Linked DNA regions of Mus musculus: region 2 is linked to region 1. A link is a contact called in public Hi-C data. All regions are on one chromosome and are shown on one strand. Each heading gives the region's core, a stretch centred on a gene start, on an enhancer-like site or on the middle of the called end of the contact. The rest is flanking DNA. Distances are from core to core; before and after follow the strand shown. Region 1 holds the start of Col6a2 (collagen, type VI, alpha 2). Region 2 overlaps Pcbp3 (poly(rC) binding protein 3).

What was found. A called contact is a pair of places that touch in the nucleus more often than the background predicts.
Region 2: a contact with region 1 is called in a Hi-C map of cerebellum, with 2.0 times the contacts expected there. The contact joins the enhancer-like site here to the promoter of Col6a2 in region 1. A contact is called at or near these places in 5 of 484 Hi-C or Micro-C datasets (the HL-1 cell line, adipose-derived mesenchymal stem cells, cerebellar granule neurons and 2 more).

The regions. Positions count from the first base shown.
Region 1 is chr10:76,620,918-76,625,858 of GRCm38.p6, reverse strand. It overlaps Col6a2 (collagen, type VI, alpha 2), which reads left to right and starts at 2,455. Exons shown (of 28, transcript NM_146007.2): 1 at 2,455-2,608.
Region 2 is chr10:76,833,210-76,837,546 of GRCm38.p6, reverse strand. All of the region lies in intron 2 of Pcbp3 (poly(rC) binding protein 3), which reads left to right. Among named protein-coding and RNA genes, the nearest start is that of Col6a1, 110 kb to the right of the region's middle. Within about 2 kb of position 1,641, at least 20 of the 459 cell types and tissues checked have an H3K27ac peak or open chromatin away from gene starts, as enhancers often do. A contact at or near this core is called in cerebellum, where this site is marked.

The sequences.
Region 1 (4,941 bases), core at 1,206-3,705:
AGATCACCCTGTCTGCGGGCCTCAAGAGCCAGGGGTACACAAGGCCACATATGCAGTTTCCATGGATGTCCAACCCAGGTGTCTCTCAAATGTGCCTGGAGCCAAGTGGGCCTCCCTGTCATCTCAGAACAAGGCACGATTTCCTTTAGCTATTAGAGAGACACTAAGAGGCCCTCTGGTATCAGAAGGAGCCCTTCGCTGATGGCTAAGCGTCTTGGTCTCCAGCTGTCCCTCTACAGGACATCAAAGCATCTCAGGAGTAACCATCCCACCCCATTGTCCTCCACATCCTTCAGATTCCCGTTCTGCCACATTGAGGTGTTCCCTGGTCTAGCCCAGGGTAAAACCTGCAACAGTTTACTCTCTTGTACTACAGACAATATCCCCCAATCAAGGCAGCGTCCTCTCGTTGTCTTCTGCCAGTGAATGGTTACTTTGTTGCCCCTTTCTCCACCCCTGCGGCCCTTCTGGATGCTAATGGAAATCCTCTGAGAAGCAGGGATCAGATGCAACTGACTTGGCAATGCTTGGGAAGACACAGAGCTGGTAGCCACAGGTATTGGAGCCTCTGGTGAGACAAACCCCTGTGAGGAGCTGGTGGGGAAACTTCAGCCTTGTCACTCCTAAATTGTCTTGGAGAACTAATCCCTCGAAAGATTCAGATCTTGGGATCTGTCAGCGTCCTTTTGCTGGAGAGCAGCCAAGACAGGAAGAATACAAAAGCTGAGGCATGGCCAGGTCAGCTGCGGTCTTCCATGGCTGGAGCACAAGCCTGAGCCTCTTGCTCATGGGCACCAATGCAGCTGTCACACACAGACACACCGTGACACAGACAGATGCTCTCTTTCAGGAGCGCGCGCACACACACACAAACACACACACACACACACACAGAGACAGAGACAGACAGACAGACAGACAGACAGACAGACAGAGATAGAGACAGAGAGACAAAGAAACGGAGAGAAAAAGACAGAGTCAGTGATAGAGAGAGGCATAGAGATAGAGAGACAGAGAGATGCAGAAACAAAGAGATAGAGACAGAGAGATGAGAAAGATACAGAGAAGGAGAAACAGAGGGAGAAACAGAGAGAGATAGAGAGACAAAGAGAGGGGGAGGGAGAGAGAGAGAGATGCAAATACCATACATAAGACACTCATGCATACTTACACCTCTGGCTCTAGTCCCTCCCTACCCTCTCAAAAGACCTCCAGCACAGAGCACGGCACACAGCAATAGCTGGCACTGCCCATGAAAGGCTGGTACTGATGCTGCATTGCTAATAGTCAGGTCAGGGCTCCAGGTCCTAGGGACTGCAAGTGGTAAGTGGTACAGGCTGATATCTCTCAGGCTGGGACCTGTAGGGACAGCTTTCAGCTCCCAAGAGGTCACCTTAATGGCATTTTCCTATTCCTTAGAAGAAACACTGGTCCTCCATTACTACTTAGGCACAAGGATCCAAGACACTGTGGAAGGTGCCTTGAGCCAACTTCTCAGGTGTGAGACATCAGAAGAAAGAGATGACAAAGCTTCAATGGGCAGAGGCAGGAAGGTCCTAAAGACAAGGACCTCCAGCAATATGGGCTTACCAAAAGTAGTTCCTCCCTGGACAGGAGGGGGTAGGGGGAGAACACAGAGTGGGACTGGAAGTCAGGGGCTAGATCAGAGATTTACTCAGCTGTATGAGAAACAAGCCTCATCACCCCCACTACCCTGCACCCTTGAGAACTGCCCCGAATTGAGCCCCTTCCCTATCCCTGCCTGTACTTCTCAGAGCCAGTCCTACTCCAGGCTAGAAAGTTAAGGCCCTAGCCATAGCTTATGCACCCTGCCAGCGATGTGAGCAGACCCCACTCAAAGCCGACCTCTGGGATTCTTGGAGGAAAGGGTTATATACCAATGCCAGGGCTCCTACATCTATGCCTGGTCCTCTTGCCTCTTCAGGGCCCTATCAACTTCCAGGAGCCTCAATACCAATTCAGGGCCCGCTGAACCCCAAAGACATACGTTCTTTGCATCCCTTCACTGCACTTTGAAGTTCAACCCCACATCCCGCCCAACTTCAGTCAGAATACTGGGGGTGGGGGGAGCGGGGGAGGGAGCCCTGGCCCAACAGGATAAGAATAGCTTCTACGGGGGGGGGGGGGGGGGGCTCCTTCCTTTACGTAGAGGAGGAGGGAGCTTGAGCAAAGGTCTGGGAGACCTAGGAGTCCAGAGGCTTGCAAGGAAAAATAAAAAAGTCACCAGGCACTACAGCACAGAGATGGTCCAGCTCCAACCCTGCTGCGTGTCCTGGCCACTCCCTCCCCTCGCCTTCCTTTCCTCCCCTCCCCCAGCTCATTCCCCAGCTTCATCTTAGTCCGTCCAGCAGCCCCACCCGCTGACCCCGCCCATCCGCGGGGCCGCAGCGCCCCCCAGCGGTCGAGTTTTCCAGGCATCCGCCCGCCCGGGACAGAGTTAAAGTGGGAGGCCCCTGGCTTGGTCCCCTCCCGTTCAGTCCCGGGCCGCGCCTGGGTCCCCTCCCTCCTACCCACTCGGCGCCCGCACCTCGGGCCGTCAGGACCCGGGCTGTCCTCGGGAAGTACCCAGGCATCTTCTCCAAGCCAGGTAAGCTTCTTCGCATGGTGTCCAGCTGGGACACGCGGGAAAAGGGGGAACAGGATTCGGGGGCTGCACCTCAGGGGTCTAAGGTGAGCACAGTTCTACCCAAACCGAAGGTCCTGCCCCAGGTTCTAGTCTCCAGGTGGCCCCTAGGCCTCTGTTCGACAGAGCCTGGTTGGGGTGCAGGCTTCTTATTCTAGACTCCACAGCTTTCTGCTCACCACTGACAGACCAGATCCCTGCTCCTTCCCCAGTCCTCAGAGTGTCTCACATCTGGTCAGACCCATGGCCATTGCTAGCAGGTCTGAGTTGTCTCCCAAGGGTTAAGGAACCTAAATTGCCTCAATGGGAAAATACGCTGTGACTTGAACCTGCACACAGTCCGTTGTTAGCCTCTCCGTAGGCCCTAAGGAAGAAGGGTAGTCTTCATGGGGAAGGAAGGTAACAGAGCCACTTGAACTAGTTCCTCAGATGGACTTCAAGGGTACTCTGCGGGAGGCAGAGAAGGGAGTCTCAGGTCCCAGCAGTGGGCTAGCCAGGTGCTCTCAAGGGGACACCTCGCCATCTCGAGGTACTCCCACTGTGCTTAAGGAGAGACCAGGCAGGAATCATAAAGATGAGGGTGGACCCAGGAATAATAAAGTCTGTCACTCTTGGCTCTATCCTAGCCCTGAGACTCCCTTGGGCACTCCAGTCCCTTGGGGACTCCAGTGGGCAACCTCAGAGACACCTCTCCTATAGACAGCAACACAGCCCCCTCGTGAAGCCTGGGTATTCTGGGGGTATCTCCATACTCATCTGAGGACATGGAGCCAAGTGCCATAGAGGGACAAGGTACCAACAAGGAACATTTAAGGTCCAGATTAAGTTGCTGGGTTCCTCCCCTTCCCCCAGTTAAATAGTTCTGGCTCTTGAGGCTAGCACACACATAGCAAAGGAAAAAAAGAAACAGGGCATTTGCAGCTTCATCTCACAGAAACTGGAGGTTACACAGGTGTCTGGGATCCCTTAGAGAGAAAAGGTGGGGCCAGAGACTGGGCTTGGACCTAGGGTCCCAGGGAACAGGTGATACCAATTGGGAGGGGTTGAACATAGGGGTTTAGAGCATCCATTCTGAAAGCTGTGCTTCAGTCTTGGGAACAGTGCGTTTCCCAGTGAAATGGTGTTGGGGAGCCAGCACAGACCTTGGAAGAAGTAGTCAAGACTACTGCCACTTGGGCAGTTTGTGTGCTGGAGGGTGGGTTCCTTCCTGTCCAGCAGTGATTTGCCAGCAAATCCAGTGAGCTCTTCTTTAGAGAGGCCTCTAAGGAGGTCTCTCGGCAGGGCATGGGAAGCTACGGGCATCGGAGGTTCTTTGATATGACTCTCAGAATCCAGCCAGCCTCGTTGTGTCTCTTTTGTCCATTCATGAAATCTGAGAGTCTAGAACCCCCACTGCACATGAGCAAACCTAGGGGTACTGCACATGAGCAAACCTAGGAACCCAGCCTCTGCCCTCAGTACTGGCTGGTCCAAACTATGGGCAGCATCTCCATGAGTGCCCACTGGAGATCCAAGACACAAATGCCAGATAGACAAGGGGCAGCTTCCTAGTCCACACGGCAGGGAACTGGCATAAGGAGTGGGGAGTTCTGTTCTGAGGGGCCCAGGTTCCACTCATTGCCCGTTACCCACCAGAGAAGCTGGACAGAACGCATGCCATCTACTCTCTGGCTCTCTGCTAATCTACCCATTGTGGTGTGCAATGCTTGAGGTTTGTTCTACTTAGCTATGTGGTGAGACCCTGGAGAGGAGGGAAAGGGGTGTGTGTGTGTGTGTGTGTGTGTGTGCGCGCGCGTGCGCACACACACACATATATACATATATACATATATACATATATATGTGTGTGTATACATACATATATATGTGTGTGTGTATACATACATATATATGTGTGTATGTGTGTATATATATGCATATATATTCTTTGAATAAATAAAGATGTACCCAGAAATGGAGGAGTTATATTATTTGGCAGTTCTGTTTATAATCTTTGGAGACACCTCCAGGGTTCTGACACCAATGTGCTTACATTCTCATCAGCTGTACTCAGGGTCCCAAATTCCTTTATATCCCCAATGCTTGTCATTTTCTAATTGGTTGGTTTCATGGTGTGTGTGTGTGTGCGCGCGTGCGTACATGCACACTCAAGCACCCAGATTCAAACCTAAGACAAGTTTCAACTTACTTGCACATGTTAGGCAAATGCTGTACCACTGAGCCACACCCCCAATCCTGTGCTGCAATTGTTTTTAATATTAAATAGGTGTATCAAACTGGCTATTAGGTTTCAACTT
Region 2 (4,337 bases), core at 392-2,891, 210 kb before region 1:
AGGAAGAGAGGGAGGGAGGGAGGGAGGGAGGGAGGGAGGGAGGGAGGGAGGGAGGGAGGGAGGGAGGAGAAAAAGAGACGGGGGAGTCTATCAGAAATTAACAAAAGCAGCTGGGCAGTGGTGGTACACACCATTAATCCCAGCACTTGGGAGGCAGAGGCAGGCAGATTTCTGAGTTCAAGGACAGCCTGGTCTACAAAGTGAGTTCCAGGACAGCCTGGGCTACACAGAGAAACCCTGTCTCGGAAAAAAAAAAAAAACAAAAAACAAACAACAACAACAAAATTAACAAAAGCAATCATATTTCCTGAACACTGTACTGGGACAGCAAGGAGGGCTCCCTTATCTCCGAGGGAGGCCATGATTTTGTTAGTTTTCCCACGAAGAGAGACTGTTCTGGATGTTGTTCACTGGTGAGGCCAAGAGGCTGACCCATGCATGCACTTTCTCACCCGTACTGACACAGCAGAGACTGCATCTGGCTCAGTGCTTCCAATGGCACCGGCACTTGGATGTTGGCTGGGTGGATGGGTGTGTCATTGACCTGTCCATCCATTTACAGTAGAAATAGCGTGGGCTTGTCAAGGGGTTAAGTTCCCTTGTCTCTGTGACTTTAAGTCCCCAACGGCAGGCTGACGCTGCGGTTCTTCCAGGGGCTATTTGTCTGGAGTGGGTGTGGTCCTCAGAGATCCTACCTGACCTTTCCTGTCCAAGACCAAGGAAGAAACCAAAGTGCGTGGTTCTGGTGCCTGGCAAGTGTCTCCACCCCAGTGTTATGATTATTTGTGGGTGGAAATGTCCAGCTGTTACATGACAGCACCATGGCCTTGTGAAGCAGCCTGGGGCAAGAGTTCCACTGGTCACATCAGTTGGGGTTCATGATCGTGTTTAGGTCCCCTGAAATGGGCGTCTAGCAGTCGCTGCAGACCAACATTGACTGCTTTCTGCTTTCTGCTTTAGGCCCCTTTAGGCAAGGACTGAGAGAATGTTCCTTACACATTGTAAGATCTTCTTCCATGGAACCCAGAATCCCTCTCAGTTCCCCTTTCAATTGTGGGCTTTGCTCAGCAAGCATCTTGGACCTACAGCCTGAACCATACATTTCCAGCAGTCATTGTCATAAATGTCTAAGCCTTGAGGGTACCACGGCCACAGGGACAACATACCCTGCTGACCCAGGCAGGGCTGACTATCAGAAAACTGTACCCACTATTCCACATTCCATTTTGCCACTTCGGTCTTTGATGCTTTGGAACCCCACCCCCACCCAAATAGCAAGACTGGGCCTTGGTGCTGCCTACAGTGAAAGTGAATGGTGTCACAGAAAGGCGTCATTGATCCGGGAAAGTGGTAACAGGCCATGGGCACTGACTGAAGTCACGCAAACACTGTGACACCTTGTTGAGATGAATTAGGCCAGCACACACTTTCTAGACTAGCCTGGAAGGAAACAGTTTCAGTTCTGTAGCGTGGTTCACTTCTGCCCTGGGAGCTAGAAATAGCTGTGGGCGATAAAGTATGGGAATGTGGGTGATTCCTGTTCACATTAGAATTATAGAGGCAGGTGCTGTGAGGGCTCAGTGCTGGGCTGTAGCCAAAGCCCAGGGCATAGTTTTGACTTTGAGGAAAGGGAGATTGCTGTGCGTGAGCAGGCCATGGTGCTCTGCTGCCACCTAGTGGCACTGATTCCACATACGCAATGACTCCTGGTATTTTTATAGTTTGCGCTTCATCAGCAAGGGTTATGAGCATGTGTTTCTGGAGTTGTTAAGTATGGAAGTCCTGCTGACCACAGCACCCAGACTACAGTAGCCAGCCTTCTTTGGGGAGGCTGGGGCTGCATCTGGGGTTAGCACCCTCACGTGCAGGGCACAGATCGGGCCTACGGCTGTGAGCTGTGTAGAGAGCCCTTAGTATATTTCATCCATCAGCTCATGGTCAGAGCTAGCATGCCTGAAGCTACATCTCTGCCGGCTTGAGTTTTTCATGTTTCTGAGGTAGAATTGCTTCTTCAGTGTGTGCTTCGTTAGTTGTGTCCCTGAACAGGCTTCCTCCTCTCTTTGCTGCGCTCTAAGCTAGACCTCGTCCCTGGAGTAAGCAAGAGGAAAGTTTGCTCAGTTAAAGTTCGTTCCTTGGATGGCTTCTGCTGGAAATCATCGTCTGTTGTAAAAGGACCAGTCATTATTCATAGCTCATAGGACGCAGCTCTTGAAATTCTCCTACCAAGGCTGGCTCACAAAGACCCTCATGGCCACATGGCCCAGGCTCATCATTGGTCCCTGGTCTCACACATGCTGGGGTCTGCAGCCCTGTGCTTGCTGCCCTTTTCTGAGTCCCCTCAGGACTCATTACTGCCAGCAGGTACCCCCATAACCACACAAGCACTTCTACTCCCTGAGCATCTCGTCCTGTTGAGACTCCCACCCAGGCATGGCTGGGAAAATCCAGAGGTAGTGGGTAAAGCCAGCTGGTTGCTGGTTCCCTTATAATGGAAGAGCCCCTCCGTGAACTGGGATGGGAAGGGCTTCATCATTAGACTGTATGGCCAAGTTGTGTTGATTCCAAATGTGCCATGCGTGGTAGGCAGATCCAAGGAATATGGCTGCCTGTGCTTATTTGGCCCCACCTTTTCTTCCAGCCTGTGGGTAGACTCTGGGGCAAGGGGACATGGGATGAGGTTGTGGATCTTCATATTCTATTCTGAGATGGAAAACATTTCGGGGTTCCTAGGGAGAAAGAAGGCCACACATATCTTTGCTCAGAGCTTGTGAGTTGTGCCTAATTTACCACCTCAGCTTCTGGCCAGCCATGACCTTCCTACCATAGCTCTCGCCCCGTGAGCCCCTTTCTCACCAGCCTGTCCACATTTCCTCCACACTTGAGATTATCTCTGGGCTTTTTGCAGTATACAGTCAAACCTGGCATGCTGAAAGCATCAGATAGTTTGCTAGACATTCATAGTAAGCAGCCAGGCCACCTGAAGCTACATGTGCGTCTTACAGTGCTTCCTCACTAAAAACCCATGTACGAAAAGAAACTCCAGAAAATTCTTGTTGCTTTGGTGCCTGCTGATGACCCTCTCTGCCAGCTCAGATGCCCTAGGCCTTTGCAGTGTGAAATTCACCCTCCTGCCTGTCCTAGAAGCTGCTCTGTTTGCCACACATAACAAAGGGGAAGCCTGCTTTAACTTTCTGCAAACTGGAAGGTGGTGGTCCAGACCCTGTTTCACCAGGTTATGGTAACTGGCAACAGCTTTAGCTCTTGCCTGCCAACCTTACAGCCACAGCCCAGTGCCCTGCCCGCATCTTTGGACCCCAGTGTTTCAAGAGATTTTCTCAAAGAATGTGAGCCAGTAGCTGCAGGTACCATCCTGAGCCCTGGGCAACAGGAGGCTACCTTCACCTGATGTTTCCAGGGCCCCCACGGAGGTCCTATGACCTGTATCCTGATTTAGATGAGGTCTGTGCTGAGACAGTGACCACTCCGTCACACCCATAGCCGCAGCACAGCAGCATCTGAGCAGATGCACACCCCGGGCTGCACATCTGGGCCCTGCAGGCCTAAGTATCATGCGTGCTGACTCCTTAGAGGAGTTCTGGCTCCCTTCTCTGCCTCTAGAGCCCCTCTCTAGAAAGCTCTTGAACACACAGCTTGACAGAAGCCTCTGATGGCACCAAGCCGTATTGGTATACTATATATAAAGACAGAAGCTGAACTTATGAACAGTAAGCTCATTTACAGGGAGACAGGAGTCCTAAGTGAGTCTTAGAGAATATGATGCTGGAAAGGCTGCACCATGGTGTGTGTGTGTGTGCGTGTGTGTAATGTATAAAACTTGTATATATGCATGTATATGCATGCATGAATGTATGTATGTTCATGTGTTCTCCACCTATCCTTTAAATGGACTTTTAATGATTGAGGAGCTATTCTCTGAACAGTTTCCCGAGTTAGAGGAGCAGGCCATCCTGGGACAGCCAAAAGGCTTGCTCAGTTTGTCCCTCTCTGCCCAAACCGTGAAATAGCGGACTCTTCTCTAATAAAGTACTTGTCTTTTGTTATTTATGGAAGACATACTCTTAATGAGAGAGAATCCTTACCAGTAAGTAGTTGGGGAATTAATCAAGATAATGGCATCAGCTAACATGATGCTGAACATAATTCAGAATTAGGCTTTTTCCCCAATGGGAGAGGAATCAAAGGAATGGACTCAGCCTCTGCTTTGTTCCTGTTATATACAAATAAGCAGCCCTCACCTTCTCCCCTCTCCTGGCCCAGGCAGCTCCCCAGCTCAGCAGCAGCCTCTCTATAGTACCCCAGTGCAGGCATCCCTACCC